2 separate regions of the Mus musculus genome follow, and region 2 is linked to region 1. The links are chromatin contacts, called in public promoter capture Hi-C maps. All regions are on one chromosome and are shown on one strand. Each heading gives the region's core, a stretch centred on a gene start, on an enhancer-like site or on the middle of the called end of the contact. The rest is flanking DNA. Distances are from core to core; before and after follow the strand shown. Region 1 holds the start of Slc5a9 (solute carrier family 5 (sodium/glucose cotransporter), member 9). Region 2 holds the start of Cyp4x1 (cytochrome P450, family 4, subfamily x, polypeptide 1).

Region 1 (5,663 bases), core at 952-3,451:
CAGGAAAGTGCCAGCCTTCTGCCTTTTCTCCAGTAAAACCTTCTTAGGAAGTTCTGTTCAAGTCAGAACTTCTGTGCCAAGAGCATCTCTCTTTCCACCTCTGCTTGCAGCTACCAGATTTTGCAGCAGCACTTCCGAGAATCCAACTATAAAAAGGACAGGATGCACAGGGAGGAGAAATCTGGCTGTTGAATAAAGACTAAATGAAGTATTGAACAGTCTGAGGTACTTGGCATCACAATTTCTGAGTAATATTTGAATTGGGGCTGTATGTTCAGACTGAAAATGTCAGAATTTCCATGTACCTTTCACCAGAAAATGACCTGAATTTTAATGTAGGAATATAAGAAGACTGTCCCAATGAACAACCAGCTTAAGAAAATTGCCTTTAGGATCACTTCCCTGAGTCCAGCCTACTCTGCCCTTCAGTACATGGGAAATCAGACCCATCTCCTGCATCTTAGCTGGGTATCCCTTAGGTTTTTGACTGGGTCCTTACTGAAGACTTTGGAATTCTTGGAATCCTTGCTAGAGTATTGGATTCCCCTAACTTCTCAGTCTCATCACTCTTGGCCATCTCCTACCATTTCAGTCCTTTTGGAAAGCTCATGTCTCCCATACTCTTAGCCTCTCCTGCTGTGTCTGTCATGTCATTTCCCCTTTGGTCATTCTGCAGGATACAAGTGAACAGGTTGTCTTGACAGCTATCTTGGGACCTTGGTCTATGGGTACCTTATGGGAGCTCTTCTTTTCCCCACAGCCATTAGAGTTGGGGTGAGAACCCTTCCTGTGCTTTCTTGCTGCTGAAGTATATGTTGGGGTGGGCAACACTGGGATGGGGCATACTTGCCTTATCTCTGGGATTTATCCACAGAAAAGATCAGTTGGGAGCTTTTGACCAAATGAAGGAACTGCCGATGGGGAGGCCTTGAGCACTTGGTGTCAGATGCTTGAGCATAAAGAGCATTACCCAGCCCTTCCCATTCCATGTACCATACAATTGGTCCTTTCATGAAAGGAAAGGACCTTTTATGCAGCTGCTTTTTGTTTCCTTATAGGGTTCCTTACCTCTGTAATGCTGGGCAGGCCCTGTGTACCTCCCACTGGCCTGCACCCAGGCTACTTACAAGTCCTTCCTGTAAAACCACTCTGCCAGGAATCCTGCTGACAACTTCCTTATTGACAATAAAGTATAGGAGACTAATGTTTAAGATTACTGCTTGTATTACTGGGTTACATACAGAGCAAACAGTGGCATTTGGACATGGATTTATTATTATTATTATTATTATTATTATTATTATTATTATTTTCAGGTGGAAAAATATTAGCTAACGCCTGGGCTGGTTTGGGTTTTGACTCTGGGCTTGGATGACTTTAAAAGCGCTCAGGACCATGGTCCCTTCTCTCCAGGCCCTCTGTCTCAAAGAGAGAACAGAGAAAAAATATCCTGCTTGTGGTTGGATAGAGATCTTCTCTGTCCTGTTCCTTCCAACTGAAGCTTGGAGCAGGTTGCAAATGCAGCCAAACTAGGAATAGGAAGCTCCCCAAGTTTGGGTCATGGTTCCATGGCAGTGATTACCACTGCAGTCTTCACTCAGCCCTCCTCCATGCCTTTGCAATTCTCAGACCTCCAACCCTGGGGATGCCATTTCCACATGTCTTTGTTCAGTTCAGTTCAAACCCAGATCTGATTCACTAACCAGGTCAGGCCCAGGTCAGGCTGTGCCATGAACAACTGCAGAGTACATTACTCCTAAGAGAGCAACACCAGCAGCACCCCACCACAGAACAAGGCTCTCTCATAGGGGCAAGTGTCAGAGAGGCAAGTCAGGATCCTGGCAAGCAAATCACATGGTCTTCAGGGCCAGAGTGGATACCTGCTGTGTTGCTCACTTGTCCCTATCTCCAGCTGTCAAAGGCCAAATTTCTGGGAGTCACCTGTGTCCAGATGGTTCCTGAGGAAGAAAGGAGACCCTATATACACAAGATAGATGCTTAATTGTAAGAGGAAAGGAGAAGTACATAGATGTGTAAGTCTGAGAAAGATGGCAACAGAATACCAGAAATGCAGAGGAAGGAAGAGAGAAAGACTTATACTCTACTCACCATAAACATACCTGCACAGCCTGGCCTAGTCAAAACCTCCTGGGCTCAGTGTCAAAGCTTCAAGCTCCTCAGTGCCAAGGCATGGTCTTTAACAACTTCTCTCAGTCACAGAAGACTGAGAAGGAGCCTGGCCCCTCCCCCAGAGGGTGGCAGGCAAGGCCCTGAATACCACCCCAGTCACTGGGCCTTGGTTTCTGAGGGACAGTCTCTGCTTTTGTGACAAGGTGTGGTTATGGGGTAAAGTAAACACACTCTGTAGGGGGTTCAGAGTTGCCCAGGCCCCCAGGGGAGGTGGGAAGGGAGACACAGCTCAGTGTGACACTCTGTCATTGTGGTCACAGCCTCCTCTCACACCTGGGCAAACTGGTTTCTCAAGGCAGGCAGGCAGTGTTTCAGTCTCCAGAAGAACAAATTCTGGGCTCTGATGTATAGCATGGCTTCTTTGCTTGATCAAGCATGTTGTATGCTTGAAGCCCAATAAGCAAGTATAGCTGGAGCATTGTAACCGCATGCTCCAAATGTGAGCTTGATGGAGCTAATCGTTTTACAACATAAAGTTATAAATGTTAAATGACTACATGGGATCATCTCATGACTTACAATTTCTTTATGTCAACTCTGTTTTTCTTTCAACATAATATCTTTATGATTCCTTGGGAATTTCATATCATGTACCCCAATCACACTCACTTCTCAGTCCTCCCTCTCTTCTCTTCCACTCTTGTGACCTCCCCTGAAAAGAAGAAAAAGAAAAAAAAAATGAAAAAGAAAAGTAAGTCCATTTTTTGTTGTTTCTATACTCACTGGAGCATAGTCAAATTCTACCTGGGCAGTGCTTCTCTACCTCTACCCCTGCCAGAGCCATCATTTATGAAGAGCTACATTTCAGCACCCTTATCACAAATTTTAAGGGCTTTCTTTGATAGCTCCCTTTGTAGGTTGTTACATTGTGTGGGGTAGGAATGGGTTGGAGGTAGGGGTTTCTATTTTCATCTTTCTCAACTGTTCATTTGCAGTCATCGATACTACTGTGAGACTGTCCTCCTTGTTCTTTATATTCAGCAGGAGCATAAATCCTGGGTTTTTTACATGGTTTCTGGCCACAGCACAGACCACAAATAGCACAGACCATAGAATCTTCACATGGTCTCTAGCATTAGCACTCACCATGGACCTCCTTGGACATCAACATGGCCCTCTGCCAAAGCACAGGCCATGGGTCAGCATGGCCTCTGGGAGAAGTACAGACCCCATGGTCCAAACCAGTAAGTTAACCATTATTCATCTGAAATATTATTTCCCTGTTCGGAGTCAGGGTACTCCTGCAGCTGTGCACCTGCTTCAGGGCCTGAGTGTGTACAAGCTCCAGGTGGCTTCACACCATCCTGCTGACCCTACTGTGTAACAACCTGTTCCTGAATGAACTGCAGCCCTCTCTCACACCCACCACAGCTGTCGAGTCAAGTTCTACCTCTTTTCACTGAGCATGCTCCACTGCGCTCTTCCATCTTTCTCACCTCTCCTCTAGTTCATCAAAGTGGGATCCGAAGCTGCAGAGTGTCACAATACACCCTTTTACACAAACAGCTTTACATGCAAATGTTCATTGCAATGAAGAATCATTGTTGATCTGGTTAAGAGCTCTGGATTCTGCTACACCATCAATTCTGAAACCCTAGTGGAGACTCCTCTCAAGTATCCTGCTGTTGCCTAGAACCATGTACAGCAGTACACTAGTACCTCACAGATGGCGTAGATGTTGGGGTGGATCAACTCAAAGCTCTGGATCTGGGCAGGGTAGTAACTGAGTTGGTTACTACCTCCCTTAAGTCAGCAAGGGCAGGACTAGCACTCCTGCTGTCACTGAGCTGCCTGTTAACTGTTTTCATAAGGCTGGAGAAACTAAATGAAATTCTCTCCTGTCTCCCCCAACACATGTGGGAAGTGATACCTAAAAGAAAATACATGCAGTTTGGACGTTCAAAGTCATGTTGGGATTGGACCACAGCTTCGGCATAGGTGTGAAAGGACCCCCACCAGTGCTCCCCTCCCCCAACCATTGGGAGCTTGTTCAGAGAAAGTGAGAAGTAACAGTGAAGACACCTAAAGTAGAACAAGTTCAGATTCCTTTGGGTTCCTCCCCAAACCAGGCCCTTTGGCCAGGGATACAAAACACTTTGCACTTCTGTCTCCTTTTTATCTTTTAGAAGAAGAAAATTACCGTCCCACAAGCTGATGGAAAAAGATAAAAGTGGTTGAGAATGTGTTCTTTTCTTCTAGTAGTAATGCCTCTTTCCTGAGGTCCTATCAGGATTCCAGGTTGGCGTGTTATAGCCTCTTACATGGCCTGAAACTTTAAAGAAGTTAAAAACTGAGTCCTATGTGATACTAGGAGGAGTATCTTATGCATATTATTTGTGGTGGTTTAAATAAAAATGGTCCCATAGGTCAAAAATAAATGGCATTATTAGGAGGTGTGGTCTTGCTGGAGAAGGTGTGGTTTTATTTGGAGAAATTGTATCACTAGCGGGAGGACTTTGAAGTTTTAGATGCTCAAGTCATGCCCAATGTAGCTGTTTCTTTTCTACTATGTAAGGATCAAGGTGTAAAACTCTTAGATCCTTCTCCAGCACCATGCTTGCCTGCATGATGCTGTCATGCTTCCCTGAACCTTTGAAACTGTAAGCCAGACCCCATTAAATGTTTTCCTTTATAAGAGTTGCCTTAGTCTTGTGTCTCTTCATGGCAATAGAAACTCTAACTGAGACAATGCCCAAGAATTTGGGTTTGTAAAATGGGATGGTAACATATGTCTCCTAGTCTGTTTGAAATATTAAATATGATAGTAGATAATGAACAAGGTGCTGAATTGGGACCTTTTTTGTGTCACTTCTGGCTGTCACCTGAGACTCCAAAACATCATAGGCTATTATCTTTCCTCCCAATTTCTTACCAGAAATTTAAGGTAAGACCCTATTGCAGCACACCCTATACACTTGGGGCACAAGGTTTGGAGAGATTGAACTGGAAATGATCTAGAAGCCTCCTCCCTGATGACTATATCACATAGGTTTTGAAGGTGCTATGCAAACTACTTGCTGAAAGCCTGTGATCCACAATGACCAGCCTAGCAATAAACCCCCAATTATGAAATAGTGTCGCTTAGGTTTGGTGCCTAATCAAAAGACACATAATTGAACTTGAAGACCTTCTTAATAAGAAGGAATTTATGCCTGATTCTGTAAACCTAGCCAAATACCCATGACAGCTTAAGTCATGTATCCTTGAATACCTAATACTGCCCCTTTCCTAAACTGGTTTCAAATTTGTTATTCTGGACCCATAGATAAGTAAGGCTATCATGCCTCATCAAAGAAGCTTATTTTTGTAACAAATATCAACCACTAACGAAATCCACAACTGCTTACAATAGGGGTATCCAACACAATACTAATCTCAGGCTCAGGGATCATTGAGGAAGAGGAGAATAGATTAGATTTTAAGAACCAGAGGATCAGTTGTCATCCATGGGATCGTGTCTTCCATGTATAACA
Region 2 (5,663 bases), core at 1,944-4,443, 3.2 Mb after region 1:
AATAATAACAATAATAATAATAAATACTAATTGTGATCCTTGAGGCTTCATGGTAGACTAATTTCTTAGAATGTGCTAGGTAGGCCCTGGCTCTGTTATTGAAACTGCAAAAGAAAAACAAAACAAAAAATAGTAAATTAAAAAACAAACAAACAAAAAGATTGGATGGACAGAATCCGCCTCCAAATTCCCTCACATGGTTCTTGACAAGCCTTAGCATCCCTGCTTGCCTGTACTGGTTCTTTTCATAGGGCTACTCACAGCTGAAGTGCCTATTTGTGCCAGGATACCTGGTTCTTTCTTGGTTTTAGCATTTAAAAAAACAAAAACAAAAACAAAAAAACATGTTTCTCCAGTTCCTTTACATGAAAAACATTGCGCAGTACAGGTTAAAATATTCCCAAGAGCCCACATACATTCACAACTAAGCAACCTGCTATAGAGATACAAGCTGTGGGCAATGGCAGGCTGCAATTTGTGGTTACAAAGAAAGGATCAAGTTTATCTTGAAAAATAATCTTACACATTTTAAAAGAAAAAAAATCACAAATCTAGACCTTTATTTAAAGAACAGTCACTTCTACTTTAAATCCTCAGGGTGCACATTTACTCATTAACAATTTTCTTATTAAATCCTATCAGGAAGCTGAGGGCAAGGGAGTACAAGCAATCAATCATAATCTTGACCAACAACCCAGCTTTAGCGAAAGAGGCACAGTTGCCATTGTTCTTGTTCCTGACCTTAAAAAATCCTTAGCTTAATTATTAAGAGTGTACCTTTCTGAAATTGAAATTGCTCCCTAAGATTTTCTACATCAGAACCACTAGCAAAAACATCTTAATCTAACTTCACTAACAACTTGTTTTTCCAAAGAATTTGGGGGAAATACACAGAGGGGCCCCATCCACTCAGAGGAGAAGGGGAAAGGGGATAGAAGAATTGTGGGACAGAATGACCAGGAGGGGGGCAGTGAGCTGGATATAAAATGAATAAGTAAAAAGTAAATAAAATACATTAATAATAATAATAATTAATAATAACAATAAAGAAATGGCCCTTGTTGCTGGGTAATAGTGGTGCATGCCTTTAGCCCCAGCACTTGGGAGGCAGAGCAGGTCATCTCCGATTCGAGACCAGCCTGGTTTACAAATTTGAGCTCTGGGGCATCCAGGACTATACAGAGAAACCTTGTTTTGTGTGTGTGGTGTAGAAACAGGGAGAAATGGCTATTGTCAAAGTGTGGTGTGTTTATGTAATATAAGATAATTGGTGGAAGAACAAATGGAGAATAAGACAGAACTCATGGAAACTAAAATGGTGACAGTCAGATTAAAAGTGTATTTTTCAGATGGCTCAGTAGCTAAAGGATTTGCTATTAACGTAGATAACCTGAATTTGGTTCCCAGAACCCACATGGCAGTTCACAACCATTCTGATGTCCTCTTTCGATCTCTGTGGGTACCAGGCACATACATGGTATATATACACACGTTCAGGCAGGACACTCATACACATAAAATGAAATAAATAAATCTAAAAAATTCAATGATTCATCTTCTGGGTATATGCTCAAAATAAATAATTACTATTTCATTAAGCCATCTGACTTCTATATTCACCACAGCATATATTTCTAATTTATAATGGCTGACTTAGGAGTCAGCCTAAGTATATACTGCTGGATGAATGAAGGAAGAAAATTCGGTCACTAAGCATGATGGTTCATGACTGTGATCACTTGGGAGGCAGAGGTAGAAGGACCACTGCAAGTTTGAAGACAGCTTGGGCTATATAGTGAGTTCCAGGACAGCCTGGGCTATAGTGATTGACTGTCCACATCAAACCTAAAATCCAAACTCCCAATCAAAACATTTTAACAAAGAAAAGAGAGAGAATAAAGAGAGAGGGAAAGGAAGAAAGAAAAAAAGAAAGAAAGAAAGAAAGAAAGAAGGGAAGAAAGAAAGAAAGGAAGGAAGGAAGGAAGGAAGAGAGAAAGAAAAGACAAGAGAGCATGGTTTATGTGCATCTGAGTGTATCTGAAGGGACCTCGAGTCACCACATGGCACATGGAAATGATACATGGCAGAGATATAATATAATAATATAATATATATAATATAGTCGAGGAAGCCAAGGAGCAAAATCCCCAGGGCAGACTTTCCAGCCCACCCATTCCTGGAGAGTTTGTGCAGGCGCTTCACAGCTAGTGGTTCTTTCTTCCCCCAGGGATCCTAGGAGGAGGCACACCATCCCTCCAAGCCAGGATTTTCATTTTCTCTTAGTGCTCAAGTCTGTACCTTACTTGGGCCCGTCAGGGAAAAGACTCACTTTCCTTTTGTAGACCTAGGACTTAGCACACACAGCTGCTACTCCCAATGTGTTGACAGAATTTATCAGTCTGGGTAGGAAGTGGATTTGAAAACAGGAGACATGGAACAAGTGATATGGCAAGTGATAGGGCAATCAGTATCCGCAGAGCAATGGGGTGCGGCCCCTCCCGCTTTTACAGGAAGCTTTAAAAAGACATTTTTTTTTTCCTGGCCTGAATGAACCAAGGGGTCAACTATTGCTATCGCTTTTGAACATTTTCTACAACTAAGTATGAGTTAGAGCAACACACTGAGTGTTAAACAATACACGCAGAAGACATACCAAGGCGACTGGAGACTGAGCTGACACCTAGTGCTCTTTTACAATATTCACGTTTCCCAAATAACCTCCCTGTCTAGTAACCCTTCCGCGGGGGAATGCGAGAGTTCCTAGTATTGCAGAGGAGCTGAGAGCCACCCTACCCTCCCCCATCCCCCAGGCTGGAAGTCCTAGAATAGCTCAAAACTGCATGGGAGGGATGGAAGCAGAGGCTAGGCTATTGGCTTCCTCGGCAGCATCCTGCTGCGCCCCTCCCTCCATCTACCTTCTGGTGTCCCAGGAGCCAGTGGGCGGGAGGCCCCGGGAAGGGGCTCAGGTCGCGCAGCAGTCGCTGTCTCCGCAGGTAGAGCTTCATGGCCTGCATCAGCACCAGCGCCAGGCAGAACACCAAAGCCAGGTGCAAGGGCCGCGCCCAACGAGTCTCCAGCCAGGAGGCCTCCATCACTCTGAGCTCGCTTTTCGGCGGGCAGTGGGTGGGTGGAGGATATGGTAGTGGTGGTGGGAAGCTCTTAGCTTTCTCCAGCCCGGAGCTGGCGTGAACCACCCAGCCCCCTCCCCAGTGAGCCCTGGTGTAACTGAGGTGGGGGAGGGGCAGCTCCTGCCTGGGAAGAAGATGCTGGTCCTTCGGGATTTCCAGTCTGCGCTATCCATTCGCTGGTGCACGCTTGGATTCAGGCAGACAGACTTCGTTCGCGGAGTGTCTTATTTTAAGTTTGACAGTTTCCAATCGCGGAAGATCTGAATTTAGACTTTGAAATAATGCTCAGGCTGATGTAATTATTTCTCTTCCTTGTCACGAACGAAAATAAACTGCTATGCGAAATGACCTGCTTTCCCACTCTGGAAATCTATGAGCAGCCACAGGAACTAGGTGGGAGCCGAGGAGGGCATGGCCACCATACATGTGCAGTGTGGCCTGCCAAACTGTGCATGTGAATGTTTTCCCTTGTTCTTCATCCCGATTTCTAGAGTGCACCAAGGTCCACCGTGGCTCCTTTCAAGCTGTGTCAGAGTACCAAACCCCCGAGATGAGAAGAGACAGACAGTGGTGCACCACTACAGAGTATTTCTATTATTCAGGTACAATCAGTCCATTTATTTATGCTAAGGCAGACCTATGGTAGTGCTGGAGTTACAGCCCTGAACAATAGATTAAATCTCAGTTACCAACTCCCTATTTTCTTCCTTGTCAACGTCCCCACTCCTGACTTCTCTGTCCCCATCCCAACCTCTGAAGACAGAATATTTTTTGGTCAGGGAAGCAGTAACCACAGACTCCAGGGGGAAATGGCTTCATCTGGTCCACGTATTGATATTTTACACTTTTTTTTAGTGTTAGTAAGACTTTCACCTTCTTCTTTCAGGTTCTTCCTGTGCGGGGCTCCCTGCCCTATCATGACATGTCTCTCATAGGGAATACACGGTGAAGGTACTGGAGATTGTGAAGTTCCTTGCTCTATCCTCTGGGTTCTGATTGCTCTCAGCCTTGTGTCTTGTCTGCTCTGGTCTCTGGTTCCCTTTGGCTGACTGATAAACAACAGGGTGAGGGGTTGGGATGCTCCTGTGGCTACTGAGCAAATGGCCTAAGCCAGGATAGGAATGCCGAGGGAAGGATCACTTCTCAGTTTTTAACAAATTTTTAGCCATGCAGTGATGGTGCACGCCTTTAGTCCCAGCACTTGGGAGGCAGAGGATAGGTGAATTTCTGAGTTCGAGGCCAGCCTGGTCTACAGAGTGAGTTCTAGGATAGCCAGGGCTACACAGAGAAACCCTGTCTCAAAAACCAAAACAAACAAACAAAAAAAAAAAACAAAAAAAATTTTTTTAAATTGGCAATGATCTTGTATATTTTGCCACTTCAATAAATACAGCCTTACGTGTGTGTGTGTGTGTGTGTGTGTGTGTGTGTGTGTGTGTGTGTGTGTGTATAGTTACAATGATCCTGAAGCTGATCAGGAAATAAATTTCTTCAACTTATGAAATGAATACAGAAATGTTCTTAAAATTGTTACCCTTTTACAACAATATTGAGAAAGTGTATTTTTGCTAACCTGGTCTAAATCTGAGGCTTTTAATGTTATTGTAGAGTGAGAATAAGCAGTTGTTCTGTGCAAATAATCTTTAAATTATTTTAAGAAGTTTAAAATGTTTATTTATTATTATTCACGTGTGTTTGCATGCACAGAGGATGACTTCCTAGGAACTGGGTTTCTCCATCAGGTCCCTTGTCATCTCTGTTGTTCTGTTTCAGGGTGAGTCTCTTGTGCTCATTCCACCACTATCAGTGCTGAGATTACAGATGTTTGTGGCCAAGGGCTGGAACTCTGGTCATCAAGGCTGGGTATCAAGCCTTTTTACCTGCTGAGCCATCTTTCTGACACTAAATCATTCTCTTTTTTAAAATAACATTTTATTGATTATTAGGGGATTTCACATCATGTACCCCAATCACACTCACTTCCAAGTCCTCTCAGGTTTGCTTTCCCAATCTGTGACCTCCCCCACCCAATGTTAGTCCAATTTTTGTTGCCTATAGACTCACCGGAGCATGGTCAAACATCCAGTGTCCAGTTGCATAAGGAAACCTAATCTTTTTCTACCCACACCCTGCCAGAAGCCATCAAGTATGGAGCCACCTTTCTTCCTTCCTTCCTTCCTTCCTTCCTTCCTTCCTTCCTTCCTTCCTTCCTTCCTTCCTTCCTCCCTCCCTCCCTCCCTCCCTCCCTCCCTCCCTCCCTCCTCTCTCTCTCTCTCTCTCTCTCTCTCCCTTCCTCCCTCCCTCCCTCCCTCCCTTCCTTCCTTCCTTCCTTCCTTCCTTCCTTCCTTCCTTTCTTTCTTTTTTCTTTCTTTCTTTCTTTCTTTCTTTTGGTTTTCGAGACAGGGTTTCTCTGTGTAGCCCTGGCTGTCCTGGAACTCACTTTGTAGGCCAGGCTGGCCTCGAACTCAGAAATCTGCCTGCCTCTGCCTCCTGAGTGTTGGGATTAAAGGCATGCGTCACCACGCCCAGCATCAC

Evidence for each region. Promoter capture Hi-C pulls out the DNA fragments that hold promoters and counts their contacts.
Region 2: a contact with region 1 is called in a promoter capture Hi-C map of cranial neural crest. The contact joins the promoter of Cyp4x1 here to the promoter of Slc5a9 in region 1. A contact is called at or near these places in 2 of 39 promoter capture datasets (cranial neural crest and frontonasal cranial neural crest).

What each region holds. Positions count from the first base shown.
Region 1 is chr4:111,900,595-111,906,257 of GRCm38.p6, forward strand. It overlaps Slc5a9 (solute carrier family 5 (sodium/glucose cotransporter), member 9), which reads right to left and starts at 2,202. Exons shown (of 15, transcript NM_145551.4): 1 at 2,121-2,202.
Region 2 is chr4:115,130,886-115,136,548 of GRCm38.p6, forward strand. It overlaps Cyp4x1 (cytochrome P450, family 4, subfamily x, polypeptide 1), which reads right to left and starts at 3,194. Exons shown (of 12, transcript NM_001003947.2): 1 at 2,916-3,194. The coding sequence starts at 3,092. It overlaps Cyp4x1os (cytochrome P450, family 4, subfamily x, polypeptide 1, opposite strand), which reads left to right and starts at 2,947. Exons shown (of 4, transcript NR_131922.1): 1 at 2,947-3,521; 2 at 3,620-3,730; 3 at 4,015-4,079.